3 separate regions of the Sus scrofa genome follow, and regions 1 and 2 are each linked to region 3. Evidence: chromatin contacts called from public HiChIP or PLAC-seq data. All regions are on one chromosome and are shown on one strand. The core of a region is the stretch at or near the end of the contact, and the rest is flanking DNA. Distances in the headings are between cores, read along the strand shown. Region 1 has its middle 200 kb from the start of PFKFB3. Region 2 overlaps PFKFB3 (6-phosphofructo-2-kinase/fructose-2,6-bisphosphatase 3). Region 3 has its middle 120 kb from the start of PFKFB3.

Region 1 (2,700 bases), core at 32-2,531, 74 kb after region 3:
GAGAGCTTCTCCTTGGGCACGTGGCTTCGCATTAAGGACATGTTGGCCTCGGGCTGTTGTTTTTTCCTTCCTAGGCACTTAGGTTGGAGAGACTTGGTCACAACTGTCCCTATAGACAAGGGGCTGTTTTGGACAAAAGGCCCAAGAGGATGACTGGACATTCTAGCAGGAGAGGTGAGAAACAAGAGATCTGGGATCTGGTCCTTGTACCTTGTCATCGTGCAAAATGACCTGACAGTCATTGAGGCAGTATCTGCCTCTGTTTTGCTTTTGACTCTGAGCCCTTTTACCTCCATCTCTGCAAACACATTTTTCTTCTCTGGCTTCAGTCTTTCCTTATTTCAGGAACCCAGTCCTCTCAAGGTGTCCCCATGAAACTTCCTTGGTCTAGCAATCATCTACATGCTAGTATTGCGGTCAGCCATCTACGTGCTAGTAGGAACTGTGGTCATCCATCTACCTGCTAGTAGGAACTGCGGTCAGCCATCTACCTGCTAGTAGGAACTGTGATCAGCCATCTTCCTGCTAGTAGGAACCACGGTCAGCCATCTACCTACTAGTAGGAACTGCGGTCAGCCATCTACCTGCTAGTAGGAACTGCGGTCAGCCATCTACCTGCTAGTATGTACTGTGGTCAGCCATCTACCTGCTAGTATGTACTGTGGTCAGCCATCTACCTGCTAGTATGTACTGCGGTCAGCCATCTACGTGCTAGTAGGAACTGCTGTCAGCCATCTACCTGCTAGTATGAACTGCAGTCAGCCACCACCTGCTAGTATGATTATCTACCTGCTAGTATGAATTGTAGTCAGTCATCTACCTGCTAGTATGAACTGCAGCTAACATTCTACCTCCATATGTGACACTCCATTTAAAATCTTCAAGCTGAGCATTTTCCCAGGTGCTTCCCTGAAAGCCACAAGATAAAACCCAGCCACCTGTGGGTTCTCTGATCCTGTCCCTATAAAAGCACAAGGGGTAGGATGGTGTCATTTAGAAGTGACTGTGTGAAACTCATTGCTCCTTTTACGTTTAGGAAGAATACGTTATTCTCCCACTCCTACTCTTGATAGCTTAAAAAAAGCAAAAAACCCAAAAAATGCCAACATCTCCTTTCTTGAACGTTGAAAGTCTGAGGATGGGGAAGTTGGAAGTTTAGCCCAGACGGCTCTGCAGCTAGAACTAAGTTTCTAAAAATGTGCCCTGTTATATAATGACGGGACGGGATGGAAAAGTACCAGCTGCTGTGAGGCTGGAGACTTTCCTGCTTCTGACTCATTCGGGCAAAAGCTCTTGAATTAAGATGCATCTCAGCAAAGCCAAACAAAACCCATTCATTCTGCAGCTCGATGTTCCCTGGGGGAGCTGGAATGTCTCCAGGGGACGGAGCCCCCCGGGCGTAGTTGTGAAGTTGTAGCCGTTTTCTTGTGGCCCCTGAAGCCTGCTCCTGGGGCCTTCTGCTCCCTTTGAGGTGCCAGTGTCACCCCACTGTGTCCACGGCCCCACCCCCCTACCAGACAAACAGCCTCCGACAGCCCCGACCAGCTGCCCTGGTCAGCATTTGCCTCTTCCCTGTCCTGTGGCCTCTGGCCCTGCTCTGGGCCATACTTGCAACATGTTGTCATTAATTAAATAGCTGGTCAGATCCTTGTCACTGAGTCAGCTCACCAAGAAGCGCACCTTTGAAAAAATAAGAGTGTTTTAGCTCCAAACCGCAAGGAAATGCTTCTGCAAAGATGGAAGTGTTTCCCATCTCAGGACCAATGAGTCTGTGGGGTGGGGGATGTTTTTCTTCCAGTGGAGCCTTGTCGAGGTCCCTGTGATCAGGCGACAGCTACCTTCTCTCCCCCGCCCCCCAGATGCATGTGCAAGAGCCCTGGGGCAAACTCCCCCTTTGCCCCAATCCCTCTCATTGTCCCAGGACTTGAGAGGAATGTACCTGCCATTCTAAATTAGCACCTTTATTTTAGTTTCTTGGAGTGTAGTTGACTTACAATATTTGCCTCAGTTTCAGGTGTACAGCAAAAAAGGGCATCAGTCATACATATAAATATATCCATTCTTTTTTCCCATTGGGTTATTACAAACTATTGAGTGGCTTTCCTTGGGCTACACAGTAGGTTCTCATTAATCATCTATCTTACGCAGTAGTGTGTAGCTAATAAAAATGATATAAAAGAACTTTTTAATTTTTTTAGGGCTGCACGTGAGGCATGTGGAAATTCCCAGGCTAGGGATCAAATCAGCCCTGCAGCTACCAGACACCGCTGCTTGTGGCATGCTGGATCTTTTAACCCACTGAGCAAGGCCTGAGGTCAAACCCTCATCCTCGTAGATTCTAGTCAGGTTCTTAACCCGCTGAGCCACAATGGGAACTCCCCCCCAAAACTTTTTTTATAAAATAGCAACAGACGCACAGATTTCAAAACCAATCTTATGGCTATTGTGGGTGAAACTTTTGGGGGAGGGAAGAATTGGGAGGTGCAAATAGCAAATATAAACTAGCACCTTGGAAGGAACTGGTATATCATGTAACTGCTCCCTTACACGACCAACTCAGGGCAGGCTGGAGAGGTCTGATGGAGGCTTTAAGGGACCAAGGTGACACGTTACTGGGAGGCCTGGTCTGTGGTGGAGAGGGGCACACACAGGGGGCCTGTGGCATGAGAGTGAGGGGAAGAGGGGCACGTTTTCAAATTG
Region 2 (2,700 bases), core at 194-2,693, 100 kb before region 3:
AAGGGGGACCATGGATGAGGGAGGTTATCTGACAGAATAGCAGGAAGCCCAGAGGAAATAAAGAATTACCGTTATAAGATACAAGGAAGAGGAGTGAATAATGAAATAGCAAACCTAGATTAGTTTTCAGGAACTCCTGGTGTATAATTTTAAAATATTTATAACGACTATAAAATGTTTAGTTGTAAATATTTAAAATATGTATAACATAATTTAAAATATTTAGTTTTAATTATTTAAGAGTTATGGTAATATCCTAGGTAATCTCAAAGCAGAAGGTGGCAGAGGGCAGTGAAGACGGAGGAATAAAAGCCTATGTGGACTGGATGTCAACGTTTCCCTCGTACAAACCGAAAGGAGAGGAAAGATGATTTTCCCTCTCCCCTTCTAGGTCTTAAACCCACAAAGATCCCTATCTGGGGACGTGAAAAGGCTGCCGGGCAGCTGAGGCTTATACACCCTCCTGAGCTAAGCACAGGGAAGGGGTCTGGGGCCTTCCCAGGGGAGGAAAGCAATTCACTAGGAGGTGGCAGAGGAAAGGTGTCATTAACAAAGTGTGGTGTCGACCCCGCCCTACAGCCAAGTCTCTAAGGTGAGGAACAGGCTCCCTTTCTAATGTAAATTTCCCTTACAAAAGGGTAGCCTCTCTGTTTTCGAAGCTTCTCCCGGGTCCGCAGTTTCGCAAAAATAACCAGCTCAAAATAACCCTTATGCCAAGAGGCATATTTTGGGGCGGCTATTCCGCCGCCCAGGACACACCTCCCGGCCCCTGACTCTGGGGATGGAGGTGGCCGGGGTCGTGGGATAAGGAGGGCCAGGCGGAGGGCGGGTCTCTGCGGCGTCTCCCGGCGGGGAGGCCCGGGAGGAGCCTGCAGGTGCTCGCCGCCCTGCCCCAGCCGCCAGCCACCGCCTCGCCCGCCGGGGGCTGCTGTCCGGCGCGAGTTCAGCTGCGCCGGGCCTCCGGGGAGAGGTCACTCCGGGACACGCGGCGGCGGCGGCCCAGGGAGGGCGGGGCCTGGCAGGGGCGGGGCCGGGCGGGCGGGCCGGCGCGCGGATTGGCTGCAGGCGCGGCGCACGGGCTGGTCAGCGCGCGCCCCGCCCCGCCCCACCGCGCTGCACGCCGCGTTCACGTGGCGCCACCCCAGCCTGCCCCGCGGCGCGGGTGCTGCACGTGGGCGCGGCGTGCATCCCGCGCTGCCGGCGGGCGCCCAGGGCTGGCTTCGCGTTTCCCCTCCCCGCGGCCTCGTTTCCCTTTCCGGCCAGGGGGTTTTTCCGAGAAGGCCTGGGAGCGGCCGTGGGTTGTCAAACCGCCCGAGGAAATAGGCCGGCAGGTGGCTCGCCGAATCCAGGGCGGGGCGGCATGCGCGCCGCTGAAAGGGAGGGGGAGCCGGGAGGCAGGCGAAAGAGTGGGAGGCTGCGTTAGCGCATGCTGTGTTTTTATCTAGCGGAGGTAAACAGTGCAAGTGCCTGGCGTTGTTTTTTCCTGCCTGGCAGAGAGGTACCAGACCCGCTGGTGCTGGACGTGATGTTCCCTTTAACAGTATGTAAACAGCCCGCACAGCCGCCCTGGGGAAACGCATCCCGAGGGTGGGTGGGGGGGCGCTCAGTGAACCCCGGAAACTGCCGGCACCTCTTGCATGAAAGCTCTCCCGGCCCCTAGGTTCCCCAGGTGCCGAGCTGCGAAACTCCGCTTCCCTCCTCCAGGGCCTAGAATGAACCGGGATCCTGGTCATGCCTGGCCCTTCCTTAAGGGGGTATGGAGTTAACCTTCAGAGAGTGACTCAGCTAGTGGAGGGTCTGGAAACCACGTCATGTGAGGAGGGGTTGAAGAACTGGGGTGTTTAGCCTACTCAGGACAGGCCCCAGGCTCACCTGAGCCCAGATAGAAATATGTGAAGGGCTCTCAGGTGAACAAGAGATTGCACTGGGCTCGTACTGCCTGAGGGGCAGAGGGACAGAACAGAGATGTTTACGAGAGGGGAATTTCAGGTCAATTACAGAGAAGGGGCACGAAAGAACGTTGTTGGAGTTTTCTCCAGGAATCTGGTACAGCGAGGCGTTTCCATATCAGAAGAAAAATGGTGGAGCCAAGATGCAGGCCCTGATCTGCCAGGCTCCCCTAGCCTTTGCCTTTTCGTGATGCATCCGTCTTAGCAGAGTGGGGGTAATGTCAGTGCCACAGAGCTTCTGCTCTGATAGGGTGCCCTGAACTAGAAGACTCATCAGGCCCTGCTAACTGTGTCACCTACTCTCTACCTCGGACGAAGGGGGAGGTTGTCCTGGGCTGGACAAGGATGCCAGGGCTCCCTGAGAAGAAGGTGGCTCACCAGCTCATCAGCAAGTCCGCTTTTCCAGCAGGGGCACACCTCTGATCCATTGTCCCGCCACACTTGTTAAAACAGTCTTCACTTTGAGTCCAACACAGGCGATCACAGTATCCAACTGCCCCCACCGTTGTTCCTGCTTCCTGCCCCTTTTGAAACTGACAGCACAGACGTCTGAACCCAGCCAGGACACAGATTGGGACTTAAACCCACAGTTTTGTTTTTTGTTGTTTTTTTTTTTTTTTTTTTTTTTTCTTTTTGCCATTTCTTGGGCCGCTCCCGCGGCATATGGAGGTTCCCAGGCTAGGGGTCGAATCGGAGCTGTAGCCACCAGCCTACGCCAGAGCCACAGCAACGCGGGATCCGAGCCGCATCT
Region 3 (2,700 bases), core at 199-2,698:
ACCACAGCTCATGGCAACGCCGGATCCTTAACCCACTGAGCAAGGCCAGGGATCGAACCTCCAACCTCATGGTTCCTAGTCGGATTCCTTAACCACTGAGCCATGAAGGGAACTCCTGGGCTGGTTTCATATGCTGGATCTGGGCATGCCAGCAGCTGGGTGGAAAAATTTCCCTTGAGTTCCCTTAAGAACAGGGTTGGATGGAGGAGAAAGGAAATCACCTGTGGACAAGAAGCCTGAGGTCAAGATTTATCAAAAAAAAAAAAAAAAAAGATTTATCAGAGAGATTCTCAGAGAGAGTAAATGGTGAGAAAATATTTCCCATTTGCCTAAAGGGTTCACTGTCTTCGGCATCGTCATTGTGGTCCAGCTTGCAGGGGTTTCCATGGAGACCACAAGATGGGTCCTGGTGCCCCATCGCCTGCCACCTCACCTGTGTGATACAGACCATTGGAACTGCTGTAAAAGTTACAGGTGAGACTGGATGCAGCTGCCAAGATGAAAGTAAAACAACAATGCCAGAATGTTCCTGCTCCTCTTCTGGGCGGAAAGCTACCTTGATCTAAGCTGCTTCCAGCCGCCAGATCCCTGAGACAGTTTGTTGTTTAAGTCACCTCACAAAGGTGTTCGAAAGCTTTTCTTTGGCTTTCACACACTGGGCTTAACTCCAGACCCTGTCTCAGGATGGCTGTTAAATGTGAAACATAATCATATTCGGTTGTGAAAGAAAGAATGGTTATTGAAATGCGGTTATCAGAATACCAGGTACAAACATTTGCGACGTAGTAACAGCGGTGCTACTTTGAGAATGGATTAAATGGCAAGTTGCTCAACAATTGTCATTTTCCAGGTAGAGATGAAGGCTGGGTGGCATTTCAGGATGTCTGCACTGACCATTGTGTGACACGAGCGTATTCCAGCTTTTATTGGTGCCAGACACAGATGTCTGTCTACCGTCATTGTTAAAACGCTAAATATCTGATACGGGTTAGTGGGAGCATATTTGTTTATTTTCCATCCAAGTGTCTCTATTCCTGAATTCTATCCACTCCTGGACAGGGTGACCTCAGGGGCCCTTTGAGCCCTGGGTTTGGGCAGCATTGGTTTGGTTCCACTGGGAGGCCGGTGTCTGCTCTGGTCTGGGTCCCACCCTCCCTGCAACCTGGGCCTCGGGCACCTGGGCTGGGGGCTGGGGGTCATACCGTGACCTCACCTTCTCAGGCCCTCTCTCTCTGGTCAGGGTGGCAGAGCTGTTCAGTTTCCGGAAGCTGCTCCCTTCTCGGTCACAGGCATCAGCCTGTGGCTGCCACTCCTGAAGATTTCTCTGCATGGTTTGTCTGTGACTCAGCAAAGAAGGTGTATCAGAAAGGGGCCACACACCTGTTCCTTCAGCCGGGCCACCTTGGTCACTGCTGGGTGACTCATCGTGGCTTCCTGCAGCCCCACACAGGCAGGAAGTAGCTGAGTAGCTACCCAGGAACTCGGTTGGATGGAGCCGGCTGGGAATGAATCATGAGCCTCCAGTCGGCTGGTCTCCTTGTACACACAGACACACACACACACACAGACACACAACTCCAGGCTCCGGTCTCTCTGGGAAGTTTCATATGAGCTCATCTCGTTGCTACAAATAACCACACACACTCCCCTTTCCCTGCATGGTCCTTATATCTTTCAGAAAGGAAACCTTTCTTTGGACCCTGAGTTTTGAATGGAGGGTGACATCACCACACATGGACATAGCTTCCTTATGGCACGAGGGAGGGGCCTGTCCTTCAGATAAATGTGGAGGTTACGTGACCGCAATTGGAGGTATTCAGATGGAATATTACAGGCTTCCTTTGGTTGGAAAGCATGCCTTTTTTCACGTTCGAATATCTCTGAAAACAGGATGTGTCTTACAATTCCTGAACTCTTGTATTTGACAAAACAGGGTACCTAAACAGAGAGGCTGCTAGGGAATTGGAGGATTTTGGTGAAAACAGCCCCCAAGCTTCGGCTTCCCAGAAGAAGGCTTTGGTCACTTAGAGCAGATGGGCTGCCAAATGCTACCTGCCTTTGGTGGGGTTTGGGGGTTTTGAATCAGGTTCATGGGTGGCATGTTTTAGAGATTAGATAACAAACGGGCTGATACTTCAGAAAAAAGCACACCCTGTGAGTGGAAGGGGTGGTTATTTATTTCTGTGGAGGGCTCATAAATGTATTTTAGACCATATGTTAGCAAATCAGCAGTGCGAAGTGTGTGTTTGTGGATCTCGTTAATAAAAAGACCATGCTTTAGCCAAAAAAAAAAAAAAATCTGCATGTGAGACGGTCACTTGACTGCTGGCAGGACAGTTGCTTGTGAACTTAACTTTGTTTAACCATCAGCTACCTCCATTTGAGTTCTGCCAAGGACCCACAAACTGGGCTTTCTCAGGGCAATGTGTTCAGGGCCACAGCAGAGATATTGCAGCTGCTGCTGAGGTTAAATAGTCTACAAAAAAGAATCCTTGCATAGCAGTCTTTTTATTTATTTATTTATTTATTTATTTTTTTGCTTTTTATGGCACCACCCACAGCATATGGAGGTTCCCAGGCTAGGGGTTGAATTGGAGCTACAGTTGCTGGTCTACGCCACAGCCACACAGGATCCGAGCCACATCTGCGACCTTCACCACAGCTCATGGCAATGCTGGATCCCTAACCCATGGAGGGAGG

Evidence for each region. HiChIP or PLAC-seq counts read pairs in DNA pulled down with a chosen protein or histone mark.
Region 1: a contact with region 3 is called in an H3K27ac HiChIP or PLAC-seq map of alveolar macrophages. The contact joins two enhancer-like sites. A contact is called at or near these places in 3 of 47 Hi-C or Micro-C datasets (embryonic fibroblasts, liver and skeletal muscle) and 2 of 2 datasets of contacts at active chromatin or transcription factors (alveolar macrophages and skeletal muscle).
Region 2: a contact with region 3 is called in an H3K27ac HiChIP or PLAC-seq map of alveolar macrophages. The contact joins two enhancer-like sites. A contact is called at or near these places in 5 of 47 Hi-C or Micro-C datasets (liver, mesenteric adipose tissue, omental adipose tissue and 2 more) and 1 of 2 datasets of contacts at active chromatin or transcription factors (alveolar macrophages).

The regions. Positions count from the first base shown.
Region 1 is chr10:64,661,297-64,663,996 of Sscrofa11.1, reverse strand. No RefSeq gene overlaps it. Among named protein-coding and RNA genes, the nearest start is that of PFKFB3, 200 kb to the left of the region's middle. Within about 2 kb of position 1,281, at least 26 of the 83 cell types and tissues checked have an H3K27ac peak or open chromatin away from gene starts, as enhancers often do. A contact at or near this core is called in alveolar macrophages, where this site is marked.
Region 2 is chr10:64,836,829-64,839,528 of Sscrofa11.1, reverse strand. The region is part of intron 1 of PFKFB3 (6-phosphofructo-2-kinase/fructose-2,6-bisphosphatase 3); the gene reads left to right. Among named protein-coding and RNA genes, the nearest start is that of PFKFB3, 21 kb to the left of the region's middle. Within about 2 kb of position 1,443, at least 67 of the 83 cell types and tissues checked have an H3K27ac peak or open chromatin away from gene starts, as enhancers often do. A contact at or near this core is called in alveolar macrophages, where this site is marked.
Region 3 is chr10:64,735,414-64,738,113 of Sscrofa11.1, reverse strand. No RefSeq gene overlaps it. Among named protein-coding and RNA genes, the nearest start is that of PFKFB3, 120 kb to the left of the region's middle. Within about 2 kb of position 1,448, at least 24 of the 83 cell types and tissues checked have an H3K27ac peak or open chromatin away from gene starts, as enhancers often do. A contact at or near this core is called in alveolar macrophages, where this site is marked.